4 separate regions of the Mus musculus genome follow, and all the other regions are linked to region 4. The links are chromatin contacts, called in public HiChIP or PLAC-seq maps. All regions are on one chromosome and are shown on one strand. Each heading gives the region's core, a stretch centred on a gene start, on an enhancer-like site or on the middle of the called end of the contact. The rest is flanking DNA. Distances are from core to core; before and after follow the strand shown.

Region 1 (4,137 bases), core at 172-2,671, 230 kb after region 4:
TGACAGCTTTGAGCACAAGTGCCATTCTGGTTTCTGTCAGTTCTGTCTCCTGACAAGTTACTTCAATGTAAACAACAAAACAAACGGGGCATAGTGGTGCATGCCTTTTTAATTCCAGCACTTGGAAGGCAGAGGCAGGCAGATCTCTGAGTCCGAGGCCAGCCTGGTCTACAGATCGAGTTCCAGGACAGCCAGGGCTACATGGTGAGAGCCTAGTCTCGAGAAAAACCAACCAATCAACCAACCAACCAACTACCAACCCTCCCACCCATCTGAAAATGTATTAAGCATCGACTCCATTTATCAATGTGTAATTCTGGGGTTAGGATTCCTGAGTGAAGGTGTTTAACCCATGTGCAGATTTGAAAGAGGTGAGGAAAGACAGGTCATATCGTCTTGTGTATGGAAAAAAATTAAATAAGAAAATGCTATGCATAAAGACCCTGTATCAATCCCCACAGGTCAAATACAGATCAAATACTGGAGACCAGCTGTTCTTTAGGAATGTGGCTTCCTTCTGAAAGATAAATTCCAAGCTTTGTCTTAATAAAATTAATATCTTAATAAAATGTCAAATTCCATTTAGACTGAAGTCAGCCCAAATAAATACATTAGATAGCATATTACCACCTCTGGGCCTAGGATCAAGCATAGCCTGCATTTATGAATAAATATAGCATAGAGCTTGGGTGCAGCTTAGCACGTTCAAGGGTCTGGTCCGATCCCCAGTGTCATCGCCACCATCACCACCACTACAAAGAAAGGAGTCTTAGTACTGAAGTGACTAACTGTACAGTTTAACTTTTCTATAATCATTGTGAGTAGTCTCAATTTGTTCATACTTTGTAGGTTTAAATTCAAAGTAAGTTTTCTGAGGTCATTATTATCAAGTCAAAAAGTCTGGGGTATTAACAACTAAATTTACAAAACTATAAGATAGAAGTAAAAGATTTATCTATTAGATCAAATATTTAAATTCTTAGCATATAGTCCCTTTATATCTTGAGACCAAGTTCTCTTTTATAAATAGTAAAATAACTCAGAAGTCAAGAACAGTATCTTCCTCCAAAAAGTCTCAAAGACACTGGGCACAGCTGGACATGCCTATTTTCCTAAGCTATTCTGGAAGGTGAGGTGGGACTACCGGAGCCAGGAGTTAAAAGTTAGCCTGGGCAACACAGAGTGACCTCCATCTCAAAATAAAAAAAGGAAAACCCTAAAGAGAACTGGTCCCACATTTCTCACACACCAATACTTTTCTGTCCTCATGGATGTTCCAGTTCCTGTGGTGTGAAGTTGAAATCAACTGGAGTAGCTATTTGTGAATGGAGGCTGGCTGCCGTCCACTTCATGCCTGCTGACTCATTACAAAGGATACACATTTCTTCACCAGTTCCTTCTCCTGGCTGGGAGAAAGTGACCTCACTGTATAGTCATTTCCTTAGTCAAGTACAAAGCCTCTTCTGCTTTCCAATCAGAGTAACTATACAGCCATCCTTTCTCTCCAGGTCTGTCAGAAAGAAGCTAACTCCGTACAGGAAAACTAGGATTTCCTCTCCTTGGCTAAAACAATTGCCCTTTGCTGGATACCCTGGCACTAGGAGAGCTAAGCAAAGGCTCTTAGAAGTTCAATTCCACAGAGCAGTCACCTCACTCATACAGAAGCAGGGAGGTGAAAGGCCAATCAAGGAACACCTTGGCCTTTCTGATGTTTCTGAGCTAAAAGCTCACCAGTAGGTACACAGTCGGAACTCTAAAAGGGTATCTGGGGGTAAGAATAGGACAAATGAAAGGTCTGACTTTGACATAGAATTGGTAACCTGCTATTAATGCTGAGTGGGCATGTAAAATGCAGCATAGATGCCAAGTAAACAGATTCAACGGCTAGACCTCGAGTGCTGCTCCTCACACACCTGAGCGTAGGAACTCGACATGCCACTCAGTGTGCAGGAGCCAGGGAATTATATCAGGAAAGGACTTTCTTGTTTGTTTGTGTAGCCTTGGCTATTCTGGAACTCACTTTGTAGACTAGGCTGGCCTCGAAGTAGAGATCTATCTGCCTCTCTCTTGAGCGCTGAGATTAAAAGCATGCACCCCCATGCCTGCCACCATGCCCGGCAGAAAAGGACTTTCAACCTCCCCTCCTTTCATATGCCAGAGCCCCAGGAACATAGAGGTTTCAGAGATCAAAGGCTCCCATCTCCTCCTCTATCACACAACACCATGCAGAACCTGCTAGAGCCAGAAGAATTGAGAACTAATTTGTAACTAAGTGCAGCTGAGCTAACAATTTACCCCATAACCAGTCTTTAAAATATACATACATATATCTATCTTATTTTTTAATTACAAATGTGTGTGTGAGCGTAGATCCTCAGAGGCCAGAGGCACTGGATCCCCTGAAGCTAGAGTTAAATAAAGGCAGCCATGAGCTGCTTGATGTGGCTACACAGAATACAACTCAGGTCATCTGCAAAAGCAGCATGCATGCTTAACTGCATGCACTAGCCTCCTTCTGAGGGGAGGGAGGGGGCTTTTGTCTGCATGTATGTCTGTGCACCGAGTGCCTGCGGAGGGACCAGGAAAGGGAGGTATACCCCTGGGATTGGGCTTACGGATGGTTAGGAGCCCTGGGAATTAAACCCAGGTCCCCTGGAGAGCAGCCAGTGCTCTTAACCACTGAGCTGTCTCTCCAGCCCCATAACCTCCCCTCTTCTTCCTATACTGTTCTTCTTAGTCTCATCCCTTACTCTTTCTACTTAATGAAAACTTCCCATCAGCTTTAACAATCTCTAAAATCTGCAGACCCCAAAGGGGTCTCAACTTTCCCCTTCTGGCTACATTTTACTAACCTCAATGTTTTTCTTCTCCAAGGTGATCTATGCTAACTCCTCCCTCTTACAAATCCTAAATCCTCCCTATTTCTATCTTACAAACAAAAAATTTTGAGTCTACTCTACACTATTTAAACCTGGTTATTTGTCCTCCAACAGTTCTTGACAATTGCTTAGTGCTGATATCAAGCAGCTGTGGTTGCTTTCACAGCTAATATGGAATTCGGGGAATAAGACAGACTGTACACCAGGTCCTCAGAGCTACTCCTGGTCTAAGGAATTATTTTCTGAACTACACATTCAAGTCCCATTTGACCATTTCAAATATGTCATCTGAAAAATATAATTGACAAAAAATAAACCAAGCAAAGAAAAAAATACCAGATATGTAAACCCAATGCAGTAACATAAAAAATAGGAAATATCAAAGCAAACTAACTCCTTCAAAATTACTAAAACTATAGCAATGATCTCTAGTGAGAATCGGATGAAGTCCCTGAGAGAGATCCCAGTGTAACAAGCACATTTCAAGACACAAATAAACACCTGAATGAAATAAGGAAGGCTAGATATGAAATATGAAAGAATTAAGAAGAAACTGAAATACTGAATAAAAGCCAAGCAGAAATGCTGGAATTAAAAGACACAGTGAAATAAATTCTGTGGACAGTCAGCACAGAATTAATAAAGGAGAGGACAGAGTGTCTGCCCCTGAAGACATGATGGAGGAACAGTGCAACAAGGACAAAAATAAAGCATTTAAGGGTATGGAAGGGAATTCCAAGATAGATAAGACACTCTGACAGGGAACAGGCATAAGAAAATCTCATTGTAAAGGCACAGAGAATACTTCCTTTTATTTTGTTGTTGCATTTTCAAGACAGAGTTACTATGTATAGCCCTGGCTGTCCTAGAACTCCACCTGTAGACCAGGCTGGCCTCAATTCAACAGAGATCCGTTTGCCTCTGCCTCCAGACCGATGGGATTGAAGGTGTGCACCATCACTGCCTGGCTAGAAAATATTTTCAAAAGAATCATAACAGAAAAATTTCCAAAGTTAGGAAAAAGAGATATCAACCCAGATACAGGAGATAACACAAAGATAACACCAGAAAAGAACCGTCTTTTGTTAGAATTTAACTAAAACCCTTTTTCTAGTTTGCTTTCTGATAGTGTGATAAAACACTGACCAAAAACAACTTGGGCAAGAAATTGCTTATTTTGGCTTAAAGGTTATAGTCAATTATCAAGGGAAGCCGAAGCAGGAAATGAAATCGGGACCACAGAGGAAGGCCCACTGGC
Region 2 (3,944 bases), core at 1,115-3,614, 150 kb after region 4:
CTACTGTCCCCAGTCTCCCTCTGCCCATTTGCCTCCACAGTCCCTTCCTCCAGGTCTTCATTCAACTCCAGGCCCCTCGGGCTCCCTTCATGAATGGGAATCCCTGAGGCCACAGCACCAACCCTCAGAGTGCCCTTTGCAGATAGCTGGGTTAGTTGGGAGCACAGCTCACTGATTAAGGAGATTAACCCCAACTGGTACACACTCAAAATAGCCCTGGAGGCCAGGGTAGAGAGGGCAGAAGAGGGTGATGGGCGTTTGGTGACCCAAGTAGACACAAGCACATACCTAGAAAAAGCTAGCCATGGTTTTTTGTTTTTGTTTATTTGTTTTTGTTTATTTGTTTTTGTTTTTTAAGTTGGGCAAATGGTGGCACATGCCTCTAATCCCAGCATGTGGGCAGAGGCAGGCAGATTTCTGAGTTCGAGGCCAGCCTGGTCTACAGAGTGAGTTCCAGGACAGTCAGGGCTATACAGAGAAACCCTGTCTCAAAAAACAAACAAACAAAACAACAACAACAACAACAAACCCCACCTCTATCTGTAGTTGGGAAAAGCAGCTGACTTTATCTCCAGCTGGGTGGTGGGAGCTACAGATGTTTGTCTCAACGCGCTGGTTTTTAAAAATCTCTTGTTGGTTGTGTACATACTATATAAAGAATTTGTGGCCATGCTATGGAGGCACACACCTTTAATACCAGCACTTGGGAGGAAGAGGCAGGCAGATCTCTGTAAGTTCAAGGCTAGCCTGGTCTCCAGAGAGGTTCCAGGACAGAAAAAGATGCACAGAGAACCCCTATCTCGAACAAACAAACAAAAACCAAAATACAAGACAAACAAAAAAACCTGGATCCCATTGGTAGCATGGCTTCTGATGCTTGCCCCTTCTTGGAACAACAAGTCTGCGAACTTGAGAGCTTGGCAGGATAGGAAACATGAGAGGTGGGCAAGCCAGAGGAATGATGGACAGGAGTGAGGAAGATTTACAAAGAGAGGAACGTGGGGGGGGGGGGTTCAAAGCAGTCTGAGTGCTACTGATCAAGAAAGGCAGCGGCCAGCAACACAGAGAGTTGGAAGCACCAGGGCTTCAAGGACTTCATGGTCCCCAGACGTGGATAAAATGAGGAAGAAAAGCTTTCATCTAGCCTATCTGCACTCCCAGTCTCTCTCCTTCCTCCAGGAGACTGTGGAATTATGGTGTCAGCTCATGCCAGCATTTCCACAGCTGACTCAGAATAGGCAAGCCTTGAGTGGCAGGTACTGAGAAAGATTTGCAGGGCACAAGAACACGCGCACATGCGCGTGAGTGTGTGTGTGTGTGTGCGCGTGAGTGTGTGTGTGTGTGTGTGTGTGTGTGTGTGTGTGTAGTCAAAACAAGAAGGGCCACAAGGCATAGAGGTAGAGGGAGCAAGAAACTGTGCTTGCCAAGTTGGATAAACAGGAATATCCTTATTCATAGGGTAAGGTCCAAGTTGGTTGTATTGTGCTTATTGAACCACACTAGGCATAAGCAGCAGAAAGAGGTGGTTGACAGTCAGGGTATCCGTCCCTGCTCAGGGCTTCTCTGCAGCCGGGCCAGGCAGGAGCTAGAAAACCATAGGTACCTGGACTCAGCTAGGTGCAGATTTGGGTTCTGCTTCTGTCCCTCGAAGTGCCAGTGAAGCTGAGTGCCTTAGGTGAGAGAGAGAACATTGACTTATTTATCATGTGCGGATGCCAAGGGCATTACCAACCCCGTCTCATCGGCTTAGCTTCTTCAGCTCCGTTACTTGTCAAGTAGGAATGATAAAAATCAGCCTGGAAGGGTTATTGGAGGATTAAACAGGATCAAGTATTGAGAGTTTAGTTCACCAGGAGAGAGACTTTCTTCACTCTAAATTCTTCAGGCTTTGTACCTATGCAGATGCCAAAACGACATTTAAAAAAAAAAAACAACCTCACAAGGCTGAAAACATTCTGTCTGCAGGAATGAGGTAATGACAAGAGGGTGAGGGGAAAGGAGAAAAGCAAGGAAGTAATTTAGGGAAGGAGGCGAGGATTGTTTGTCTTCGATTACTGCCTGGCTCCAGTCACCTGACAGAACTACCTTTATCTCACCTCCTTCTCATCCCAGACCCAGGGACCCATGCTAGTTTACTGGTTCTGAGAACTAGCGGGAAAGAGAAAGCCGAGGGGCTGTTTAGGCATGGAGAACTCTCCTTGTCAGCCATGCTCCAACCTAGCATGATCTCAGAAAAGCCAGGGCTGCTTTGGGAATTTTGGCTTCAGCTATGTCTGGGGTCCACTGCACAGGCCAGGCCAGGTCGTCAGGACACTGTTTACAAACAGCTAGGAATAGAAAGGCCTCCTGCTCCACGCTCCACCCTCTCCTGCCCTCACTTCTTCCCTGTTCAGGATCCCTAGGCTCTGGCTATCTCATCAGCCCTGACTCCAGAGCAGGGGGCAGGGACAGCAGAATGCAAAATGCCTGTCTCCTGCACTGAGGTGCACTGGTCTTGGAGCAGGGCTCCAGGAGGTACTATGGGTGCTGCATGTATAGAATCGACAGGTTGGAATCGCCAGAGTCCAAGCAGACCTGGACTCCCAGCCTACTGTGCTGATTGTATGGTTTGGACAAATCACTGTACGCACCAGAGTATCTGTCAAATGGAAGCTGAAGTGCCTGGTCCTGGGGAGTGGTTAGGCTCAATAACCTGCAAAGGCTCCAAGGCATGTGCTGGGTTGGAAACCTGGTACTGAAGGCTCATGGATGTTTGTTTCTTGCCTTCCCTTTGGTCCTCCTCAGCCCACTCATCCCCCTGCTTACCACATGTGCATCCCTCTCTTCGCCACTGCTTGCTCTGTCAGTGCTAAGGATGGATAGCACCCAGAGCCTCACACATTTTAAACCTAGGCTTTGTCTGATCCATACGCCAGGCTCTTTACTGCCTTTATACACAGAATTCACAAATCACATTTTATGCTTATAAGGACAAGGAGGAGTCTACTAAATCACTAATGTGTCAAATATCTATTCTATTATGTTGGGCATTTTCTAAATGCTAGGACAGGGTGAACAGCATAGAGACTGTCCTTGTCACCACAGATTACATTCATTCTCACAGTCAGGATAGATAGTGTACTTTGCTTTCTATTGTTGCAGACAATGGTCTTTGGACCATGACGAAAAGCAACCTGGGGAGGAAAGGGTTTATTTGGTTCACACGTCTGGGTCACAGTCCGTTCACGGTCCATCCTTAACGGAAGCCACGGTGAAAACTCAAGCAGGGTGGGAACCTGGTGGCAGGAACTGAAGCAGACACCGTGGAGGGATGCCACTCACGGGCTTGCTTTCCAAGGCCTGTTCCCCTGCTTACCCACGTATACAACCCTGGACCACTTGCCCAGGGGTGGCACTACCTACAGTGTGCTGAGCCCTTCCACATCCACCACTGGTCAAGAAAATCACCCCACAGACTTGCCCACAGATCAATCTGATGAAGATATTTTTTCAACTGAGGTTCCCTGATCCCAGATAACCCTAGCTTGTGTGTCAAGTTAACATAAACTAACCAGCGTGGTAGACTGTACACACACACACACACACACACACACACACACACACACACACACACACACACACACACATACACAGAGCGTACATGATCCCAGCACTTGAGAGACAGGGTGAGGCAGATCTCTGTGAGTTCAAGGTCAGCCTGGTCTACAAAGCTAGTTCCAGGACAGCCAGGGATACACAGAGAAACCAAGCCTTGAAAAACAAGCCTAAAACAAAAGCATTATTTCTATGTTTTTGTTTTATGTTTGTGCACCGTGTGTGTGCCTGGTGTCCACAGAGGCCAGAAGAAGGCATTAGATTCCCTGGAACTGAAGTAATGAATGACTGGGAGCTGGGTGCTGCGAGCTGCTCTCTGCAAGAGCAGCAAGTGCCCTTAACTGCTGAGA
Region 3 (4,189 bases), core at 920-3,419, 160 kb before region 4:
GTGGCAAAGCTGGGGGCTGCTCTCGCTCTGAAGAGCAGGCTGCAGAGAAGCCAAACCACAGCGTGAGCCAAACCACAGCCTGGGCTGTGGGGGTTTGATCTTCCCTCTGCTGCCAGAGATGAGAGAGGTCTAAGTGGCAGAGATTTACAGGGCCCGAGGGAGAAGTACCCTTCCAGCAAGAAGTACACATGAAAGCTCCCAAGTAATAGCCAAGGCTGCCGAGTACGCCAATTATGCAACAATTAAAAGACTTGCCTATCATTTCTTCCCCCTTTCATTCTCGCAGCCGCTCCTCCTCCTCCACATCTGCCTTCCCCTGCAGGCTCCCCAAGAAAACGCTCTGGGGAACAGAAGAGAAAGAACACACTCCCCCCCACCCCCGCTTTAATTGGAGATCAAAAGTTGGAAGAAGGGCTTGCTCTTCGAGGGTGGGGAGGAAATGGGGTGTCATGGAGATGAAGCCTCATACAGAGGGCTGAGGAAGAAAACAGGGAGGAGGGGAGGGTCCTATATATCTGCCAGACTCTGTAACAACTTTATACAACCCTGTGACATTATGTTATAGGTTAGAAAATTAAGACTCTTTGAAAGGCAAACGGCTGAGCTCAGACAGCTGGGAGAACCGGCAGTAAGGGCTCCGGGCTGCTTGGTGCCAAGGGAATAACCACTGGGCTTTTCTGCCTCCACACTGTAAAGGTTGGAGGACTTTTCCATGTTTCTTGGTCTTGGCTTTTCCATCTGCAAGGTGGGCATAGCCCAGGGGCCTTGTGTGTTGAGGCCAAGATAGATGAAAGAGACAGTGGGTGCTTAGCAGCGGCAGGACTGCTCTATAATTCAGCCAGCAGCCGCTGAGCCAAATGCCCTGCACAGCAAGACAGTGGCTAATTGAGAAAGAGTTAGGCAGTGTGCCCCAAAAGTGAAGAAACAGCTACTTGTTGGCTTTTTTGAGGTGCCAACTCACTCCATATCTGTGCCCCAATCCTCACCTGACTTCCCAGCAAAGCTAAACAGCCCCACATTCCAGGGTGGAGGTGCTCTCTCCCGCCGGCCCACTGTTAATTGCAATCCAATCTCAGCACCACCCAGGAGTTGGGCTTCTCTAGGGAGGCTCCAGAATCAGCACACAGTAGGTCCACTCAGTATACATTGGGCCAGGGGGGTAGGACAACCAGGGTCTCTCCTAAGGACTCCCATTGTCTCATTAACACTCTGATCTGCTCTGGGCACAGTTGGGAGGTCACCCTGGGAGAAGGATCACTCTGAGAGGAACTACGCAGCCTTCCTGGAAAGGAACTTTCTCTTATGGAGATTTAGAGGACTAGACTGGCCTGTTCTAACTGTGTAGTCATCAGTCACAGCTATGGAGGAGGAGCAGATAGTCTAAGCCTTGCACAGTAGTGGGAACAGATGGGAATGTTCCTGCATCCAGGCTGGGGCATGCTGCCCTGACACAGTGCTCCTTCATATACAGTTGGTCAAAGGGTCTGGATTCCAGGAGAGTTGAACCCAGCGCTGCTGTTCCTCCTGCTATGTACTAAGCACAAGAGAGCAGCCATGTTCTTAGGAATCATACCCACAGGAAATAATATATGACTGACCTAGGTATGAGTCTCTCATCGGTTTCCCCATACAACCACAGATTCTGGAGCCAAGGCATCTTGGGGTAGACGTTACAGAGTGGTTTTTCCCAACATGTTGCTTCCCCCATCACAGCCTGACTTCCAGAATCTTAGCTTCTGCTGCACTGGATTCCTAAGACTCCATCAACTTAAGAGCAGTCGGGGGGGGGGGCTAGAAAATGGGGGCTTGTTTATAACTGGAGAAGGAGATTCAAAAGTTGTGATAAACTCCTGATCTCTCATGAACCTTTCCCCACCCTTGCCGGCTTACACTTGTGGTGATCTGGGGCCCTTCTCTCCCAGAGCCCCCAACTCCATATCCAGCACCAGGTGGCTGTGGTAGCCAGTTCCCTCAGGGGAGCTAAAGACCCCAGCTGGCATGACCAGTCACTCTTGCAGAGCCTGGCTGATTGTTTGCCCAGTGGGGCCCCACTCGGCCCACTCTGCAGGGGCTGGCAGGCCTCCAGAGGAAGTGATGGGAGGGCTTGGGTGCATTCTGACCTTAGCTGAATTCCTGGATGATGATGTGTGAATAATATGGCTTTTTAAGAGTCAACAGCTCGGGCGCTTTTTATAGGCAGGCTGTGGTGCTGAGCGGGCCACTTCCCCATTAATCATTTAGCTAGTTAGATCAGCTGGCAAACACTCCTGACATTATTCCATGGTATTCCTCTCCCTTCTGTCAGCAGCCACCCTTAAGCAGACATCAAAACTGCCATCAGGTCAGCCCCAGCCCACCCCGAAATCTTCCAGTCTCCAAGCTTCATGCCCCAGTCCCTCTGCCTTGTTAACTGTTTCCTTCTACGCATTATTTGATGTCTCTGCTAGCAGGGACCCTGCCCTCCTACTTCCTGGGCTACCTACCCTGAACTACCTTGTACCCACCTAAAGGGAGAAGGAATTCTTGCTGAGTGACATCTTAGAGAAGAGTCCCAGAATGGGCACACAGGTGACCAGGACCGGATCATACCCTGCTGGCCCTTCCTAAGCCCACACCCCGACTCTAGTCAAGATGTCCTCACCCAGCAGACTAGGACTTAAACAGGCTCTCCCACTCACAGTGTCTCCAGATTGTGCAGCCCCTCGAAGCTGTGGGTCCCCACATGCTGGATGCGGTTGTTATGTAGATGCCTGCGTGGGAAGGAGAGAGACACATCAGAGTGTGTGGCACAACCTCGGAGCCAGGGCAGACAGTGTACACAGCAGCAGAATAAGGGTGTAGCACCAACAGATAAACCCCAGTGGTCCAACCTCTTTTCTCCAGGGACAAGCAAATCAGCCAAGACCCATTTCTGAAGCCACGATTGCCAAGGCAGGATCGACCACAGGCTGGATACCTTATTGCCTTCCTAGTGATCCGCTCTGGGAAGAGGAAAGCCCAGCCAAGGCTCCAGCGAGTTCTGACTAAGCACTGGGAGAGAGACCTGATGTCATAGGGGCTCACATCTGAGGCTTCTTCTCTGGCCCCACTCCTTAGGACTCAGCCAGCCTGACTCAGTGGCCAGACGTTCTTAGAGGAGCCAACAGTCAACCACTGCAGACAACATATAATTAAAGGCTAAACTTTGTTACAACTGGAGAGAGCTGTGGTCATGCTGAGAGAGCTGGGAGGTTGGTGAGGCTGAGGCAGCAAGCATGGCCTCTCAGAGCAGAGGTGGCACTCCTCAGCAGGGCCTTGACAGGCAACTCGCTTGAGTGGAGGGAAGGGATTCCAGGCTCAGATGGGTGACAGGAAGGTGCATGAGTTACCTGACTGTGCAGAGGGAAGTTTTAGGAGAGCTTCCCAAGGAAAACAGTTCGCTGAAAGCAAAACAAAATTGCCTTCTGCCTGCTCATAATTGAGCAAAAATAACAAGACCAAACTCCACTCCACCTGAAGTCTCTTACAAGGAGCAAAAGTCAGGCAAGGCACCCAGCCTTGTGTAGAGACGCTGTAGACCTTGTGGCCAAGCAAACAGTTAGGGGGAGGGTCTTCAAAAGTCCTTGTTTCAGAGAATGATCTAGTGAGAAAACAAACTCTGAGATTTGATTCCCCACCCCCACCCCCAAAAAATCCCACTCGAATTTGTGAGGACCAATCACGTAAATATTCTTGTTTTCTTCTGTACTCTGTCATCCAAAGGGAACAGGCAAAAGAGAAGGTAAACGGAAAGCTTCAGACTAGTCATGGAGGAGGGAGCCAGAGGTGTGTGAAGCCCAGGGGTACCCATGGGCAGAGGGACTCAACTCCACACTTAATACGATGTGGCAGAGACTCAGCCCAGGTGGCCTCCCCAAGACTGGCCACCAGCTCAGCACATGCTGCCTCTCCCACCTACCCCACCAGGGTACAGAATGGGACAGAAGTAACTTCTGTGGACTTAGCCCACACAGGGCAGCTTGGCAGGGACAACCAACAGAGCCTAGACATGATGTGTTCCCCAGAGCTTCCCAAGGGTCCCCCCAAAGAAGAAACCACAGGCTAACAAAGGGAGAAGGGGATTGTGAAGAATAGCAAAGATCCAAGCCTTGAAGAAAATTCAACTAATGCTGGACATGGTAGTGAAACCCTGCAACCCCAGCAATTTGGA
Region 4 (3,743 bases), core at 361-2,860:
CTTCCCAGCCTGTAGTCACGTGTATACCCAGCTATTTACTTTTCTGCATCATGCCCTTCAGGAGGACAGGGGCAGACAGTTGTCCCTGTGTTTGGATGGGCAAGTCAAGGACTAAAAGGAGTAGTACAGCCCAAGGTCACAGAACCCAGGGAACACACACGGGGATGATTGTCCCTGCAGCACTTGCCAAAGCTCTATTTGTACATGTCCTCTGATGTGCTCCGGGCTCCGGACCCTCCATTAGAGTCACGGGGACCCCTGGACCAGAGTTCCAGGAAGAGTAGGCACAACAATGATCTTAGCTTCGGGGAGCAACTCCCGAGATGCACACAGATTTTAACAAATTGTGGTGGACACCTTCTGTCCACCAGAGCAAAGTATAATTTATGCGACTGGACAGTGGAGACAGTTGAGCTACCGAGGCCTCAAAGCAACTGCTGGGCGATCTTTTGGTACCCTGGACTCCCGGCTCTTGCCTGCCTGCGCTGGCACAGTTGTAATCCAGGGTGCCTGGGCAGAGAGCCAGAGGGAATTTTCCACCTGCTTGCCTATGTTTTCTGTTCTGTGGTCTGGAGCCTGGGCCTGGGGAGGGGCAGGTCCCCCTAGGTATTTGGAGTAGAACTCCTGGGTTGTTTGGGGACCCTTTCCTTACTTCACAACCCAACTGGGTCTCTTGTCTCCTCCCTAGAAGAGATGCAGGGATAGATGAGGCTTTGGGAAGGTTGGTCCCTGGAAGCAGCCTGGACTGACTGAGCCCCTGCCTTGTGTGGATGATGCTTATACAGTGACACCAAGATGTGCTAATGGGCAAACCTTGTGTCACAAAGGGAAATGGTAGCCAAGTCAGGGCTTAGAGCCAAGTTTCCAGGTTCACAGTCCAGTATCTGTCACCACTCTCTGTCCTAGGGAGTCTCCCTCCCCCATCCCTTCTCCATCACTATCTGAAGCAGGTTAAAGGTGTGACACCTCTCCTCACATACTCCCTAGGTCAGAACCAACAAAAGTCAGGACAGAAGAGCACATGTGTCCAGACAATGCTTGAGCTTCGCGTAGCCCAGAGCCTTCAGAGGACAAAGACCCCGAAAGGAAATCCTCTCTGCTGAGGAAGGATGGAGAACAAACAGCTGGAGCAAAAATATGTCTGGACACAGGAAAGGGATGGAGCTGGAAAAAGTGGACCCAGCAAAGCTGGTCACCCATTTAGATTCCTCCTGTGCTCGCTGTAGCCTGTCCTCTTCCTGCCATGGAATCCCCTCGGCACAGGGTCTCTAGCGGAGAAAGAAGAGATCGGCTTTCTTTAAGTTTTATGTGACTTTCGGGGAGAGGGTGCCTAGTGTCTGAGATCTACCTTGGGGAAGATTTCTAACATTTATCACTGAGTTTGGGAGAACAAAGGGTTAGGAGACCTAAAGGCAGGAGCTAACTTGGAGCCTTCAGGACTTCTCCAGAGTCTGCACCATGCTGAGATGCCATACTTGGGGTTATCATGTTCTGAGCCCAACACAAGGTTATCAGCGTCCTGGACCAGTGACCTTTTACTCCCTGTACCAGTTCAACACAGGGAGTGGCCTGGCCTGGCCTGGCCTGGCCCTGCACACCTCAGAGCTAGCAGCAGCCTTGCTGGCTCCCACCACTTTCAGGGTGTCCTTACCTCTGTGTGGTGTCCTCAGGGTGAGGGTTAGGCAGGGCTGCTCCACCAAACAATGCTGGAGGTGGGGGTGGGGAGAATTGAAACCACTGGTGACCCCGGAAGACTAAGGGCGGGGGAGGAGACCAGAGACTATGGACCAGAGTGCTAGGTGGCTCTGTGGGGCCCACTTGAAGCCTTTTTCTCCCCACTCCCTTTACCTTGCTAGAAACTCAACCCTATCCCTACCCCAGATCACCAGTGGGAGTGAAGCCAGCAGAGTCCTGGGGCTCAAGCCTGGAATCCTGTATCTCTCCCCTCTGGGGTTAGGTGACCAGGCACACCTATGCCTCCCTCCCTGGAGTAAACAGCAAATGGAAAGCCAAGGGCAGGGGTGGGGTGAGGCTGAAACTGGGTGCAGAGAGCCGGGTGAGTCATGTGCATTGTAGCTCTCAGGGACTAGAGGGGGGTGGAGATGGAGAGGACACAGCGGGGAGCAACACAGCTGAGGACACAGAACAGGACCAACTGGGTGTCCTACCTACACACACACACACACACACACACACACACACACACACACACACACACACACACCCGCCTCCCCCACTCCCTGCTCCCGGCACTCTCTAACTGGCATTTGGAAAATGATCTTCCAACCTCTTTTGGGCGATTTGTCTTGTTGAGGAAGGAGTCTGACCACCCCTATAGGTTTTCCAGAGAGGACAAATGACTTATCGAGAGACACAGAGAGCCGTCTTGAGGCTCCAAAATCATCCATGAGTTTAAATCCCGGAACCACAGATCTTCTCTGTCCTGCCAGGACGAGGACTCGTAAGGGTCTGCAGTTACATTCATGGCTAAGATGCAGACAAGCGACAGTAGTTCCTGGGTGGAGTGGATCAGTTTCCTGACGTCAGCAATCCCTGGAAGCCCTGCCCGGCAGTATGACATCACAGGGCTGGATCCCTTGGAGGTGGGAAGAAAGATCCAGTTCTGCCTCTTGCAGCTGCACAGTGCAGTCAGATGGGGTAGGTCTGTCAACTGTAGGGTTACTGGTACCCTCTGCTACCCACCTCCCAGGAGCGCTTGCCCTGGGTGACTGAGTCAGCTCTCTAGCAGTGGTGAGTTGTGAATAACCTCGGCTGAGCATTTGCTGACAGCACAGAGTATTGTGGTGTAAGTGGTGGAATTTTGAGAATTCATGGTATCGGTTATCCTGGTTCCTCACCAATCAGCTGTGAGATCTGGGCTGGGCCTGTCCTCACTGAATGGCTTCTGTAAATCAGGACTGACAATACCTACCCATGGACTGTTGTGTAGATGAAATGAGATGACCCGATTGTCCCTCAGGCACAATGCCTGGCACAGGCTCAACCAGTGTGTGTGAGTGCACACTCGATACTAGTGGAATTGGACTCAGGGCATGCTGAGTGTTCATTCATTCATTCTCCTGCTGAGATAAAATCCTCAAGACCTTGGCTCAACATTTGTCACACACACACACACACACACACACACACACACACACACACACACACGTACAAACATATATATAGTTAAAATTTTTAATATTTCCTTTTCTTTTCTTTCTTTCTTTTTCTTGTTTTTTCAAGACAGGGTTTCTCTGTGTAACCCTAAAGGTCCTGAAACTCACTCTGTAGACCAGACTGGCTTCTGAACTCACAGATCCACCTGCCTCTGCCCTCTGAGTGCTGGTATTAAAGGTGTAAGCCACCACTACCTGTTTGGTTGGTTTTTTGTTTGTTTGGTTTTGGTTTTGACCTTCAAAAAAATAACAACAGGGGCTGGAGAGATGGCTCAGTGGTTAAGAGCACTGACTGCTCTTCCAGAGGTCTTGAGTTCAAATCTCAGCAACCACATGGTGGCTCACAACCACTGGTAATGAGATCTGATGCCCTCTTCTGGAGTGTCTGAAGACAGCTACAGTGTACTTACATATAATAAACAAACAAACAAACAAACAAACAAATATTTAAAAATAAAAAACAATAATAAACCAAAGCCCTAAAAGCCCTACATTCACAGAAAGAAATGTGCTATATATATTCTTTCTGGCATTCACTTCTCAACCTGGCTTCCTAGAGCCAGATGG

The links. HiChIP or PLAC-seq counts read pairs in DNA pulled down with a chosen protein or histone mark.
Region 1: a contact with region 4 is called in a FOXA1 HiChIP or PLAC-seq map of pancreatic cancer cells. The contact joins two enhancer-like sites. A contact is called at or near these places in 4 of 39 promoter capture datasets (the 3T3-L1 cell line, HPC-7-derived erythroid cells, liver and 1 more), 1 of 484 Hi-C or Micro-C datasets (embryonic fibroblasts), 4 of 115 datasets of contacts at active chromatin or transcription factors (embryonic stem cells, large pre-B cells and pancreatic cancer cells) and 3 of 9 other capture datasets (adipose tissue, liver and pancreatic islet).
Region 2: a contact with region 4 is called in an H3K27ac HiChIP or PLAC-seq map of extraembryonic endoderm stem cells. The contact joins two enhancer-like sites. A contact is called at or near these places in 13 of 39 promoter capture datasets (3T3-L1-derived adipocytes, the HPC-7 cell line, HPC-7-derived erythroid cells and 10 more), 1 of 15 datasets of contacts at CTCF or cohesin (the NIH/3T3 cell line), 5 of 484 Hi-C or Micro-C datasets (B cells, the P5424 cell line, bone marrow-derived macrophages and 1 more), 3 of 115 datasets of contacts at active chromatin or transcription factors (embryonic stem cells, extraembryonic endoderm stem cells and kidney) and 3 of 9 other capture datasets (liver, macrophages and pancreatic islet).
Region 3: a contact with region 4 is called in an HNF4G HiChIP or PLAC-seq map of pancreatic cancer cells. The contact joins two enhancer-like sites. A contact is called at or near these places in 1 of 115 datasets of contacts at active chromatin or transcription factors (pancreatic cancer cells) and 3 of 9 other capture datasets (adipose tissue, liver and pancreatic islet).

Annotation. Positions count from the first base shown.
Region 1 is chr1:135,409,765-135,413,901 of GRCm38.p6, forward strand. All of the region lies in intron 4 of Ipo9 (importin 9), which reads right to left. Among named protein-coding and RNA genes, the nearest start is that of Ipo9, 19 kb to the right of the region's middle. Within about 2 kb of position 1,422, at least 79 of the 459 cell types and tissues checked have an H3K27ac peak or open chromatin away from gene starts, as enhancers often do. A contact at or near this core is called in pancreatic cancer cells, where this site is marked.
Region 2 is chr1:135,328,992-135,332,935 of GRCm38.p6, forward strand. All of the region lies in intron 1 of Lmod1 (leiomodin 1 (smooth muscle)), which reads left to right. Among named protein-coding and RNA genes, the nearest start is that of Lmod1, 6.2 kb to the left of the region's middle. Within about 2 kb of position 2,365, at least 9 of the 459 cell types and tissues checked have an H3K27ac peak or open chromatin away from gene starts, as enhancers often do. A contact at or near this core is called in extraembryonic endoderm stem cells, where this site is marked.
Region 3 is chr1:135,019,097-135,023,285 of GRCm38.p6, forward strand. Lgr6 (leucine-rich repeat-containing G protein-coupled receptor 6) reads right to left here. Exons shown (of 18, transcript NM_001033409.3): 6 at 2,679-2,750. Among named protein-coding and RNA genes, the nearest start is that of Ube2t, 59 kb to the left of the region's middle. Within about 2 kb of position 2,170, at least 79 of the 459 cell types and tissues checked have an H3K27ac peak or open chromatin away from gene starts, as enhancers often do. A contact at or near this core is called in pancreatic cancer cells, where this site is marked.
Region 4 is chr1:135,181,566-135,185,308 of GRCm38.p6, forward strand. No RefSeq gene overlaps it. Among named protein-coding and RNA genes, the nearest start is that of Gpr37l1, 16 kb to the left of the region's middle. Within about 2 kb of position 1,611, at least 80 of the 459 cell types and tissues checked have an H3K27ac peak or open chromatin away from gene starts, as enhancers often do. A contact at or near this core is called in extraembryonic endoderm stem cells and pancreatic cancer cells, where this site is marked.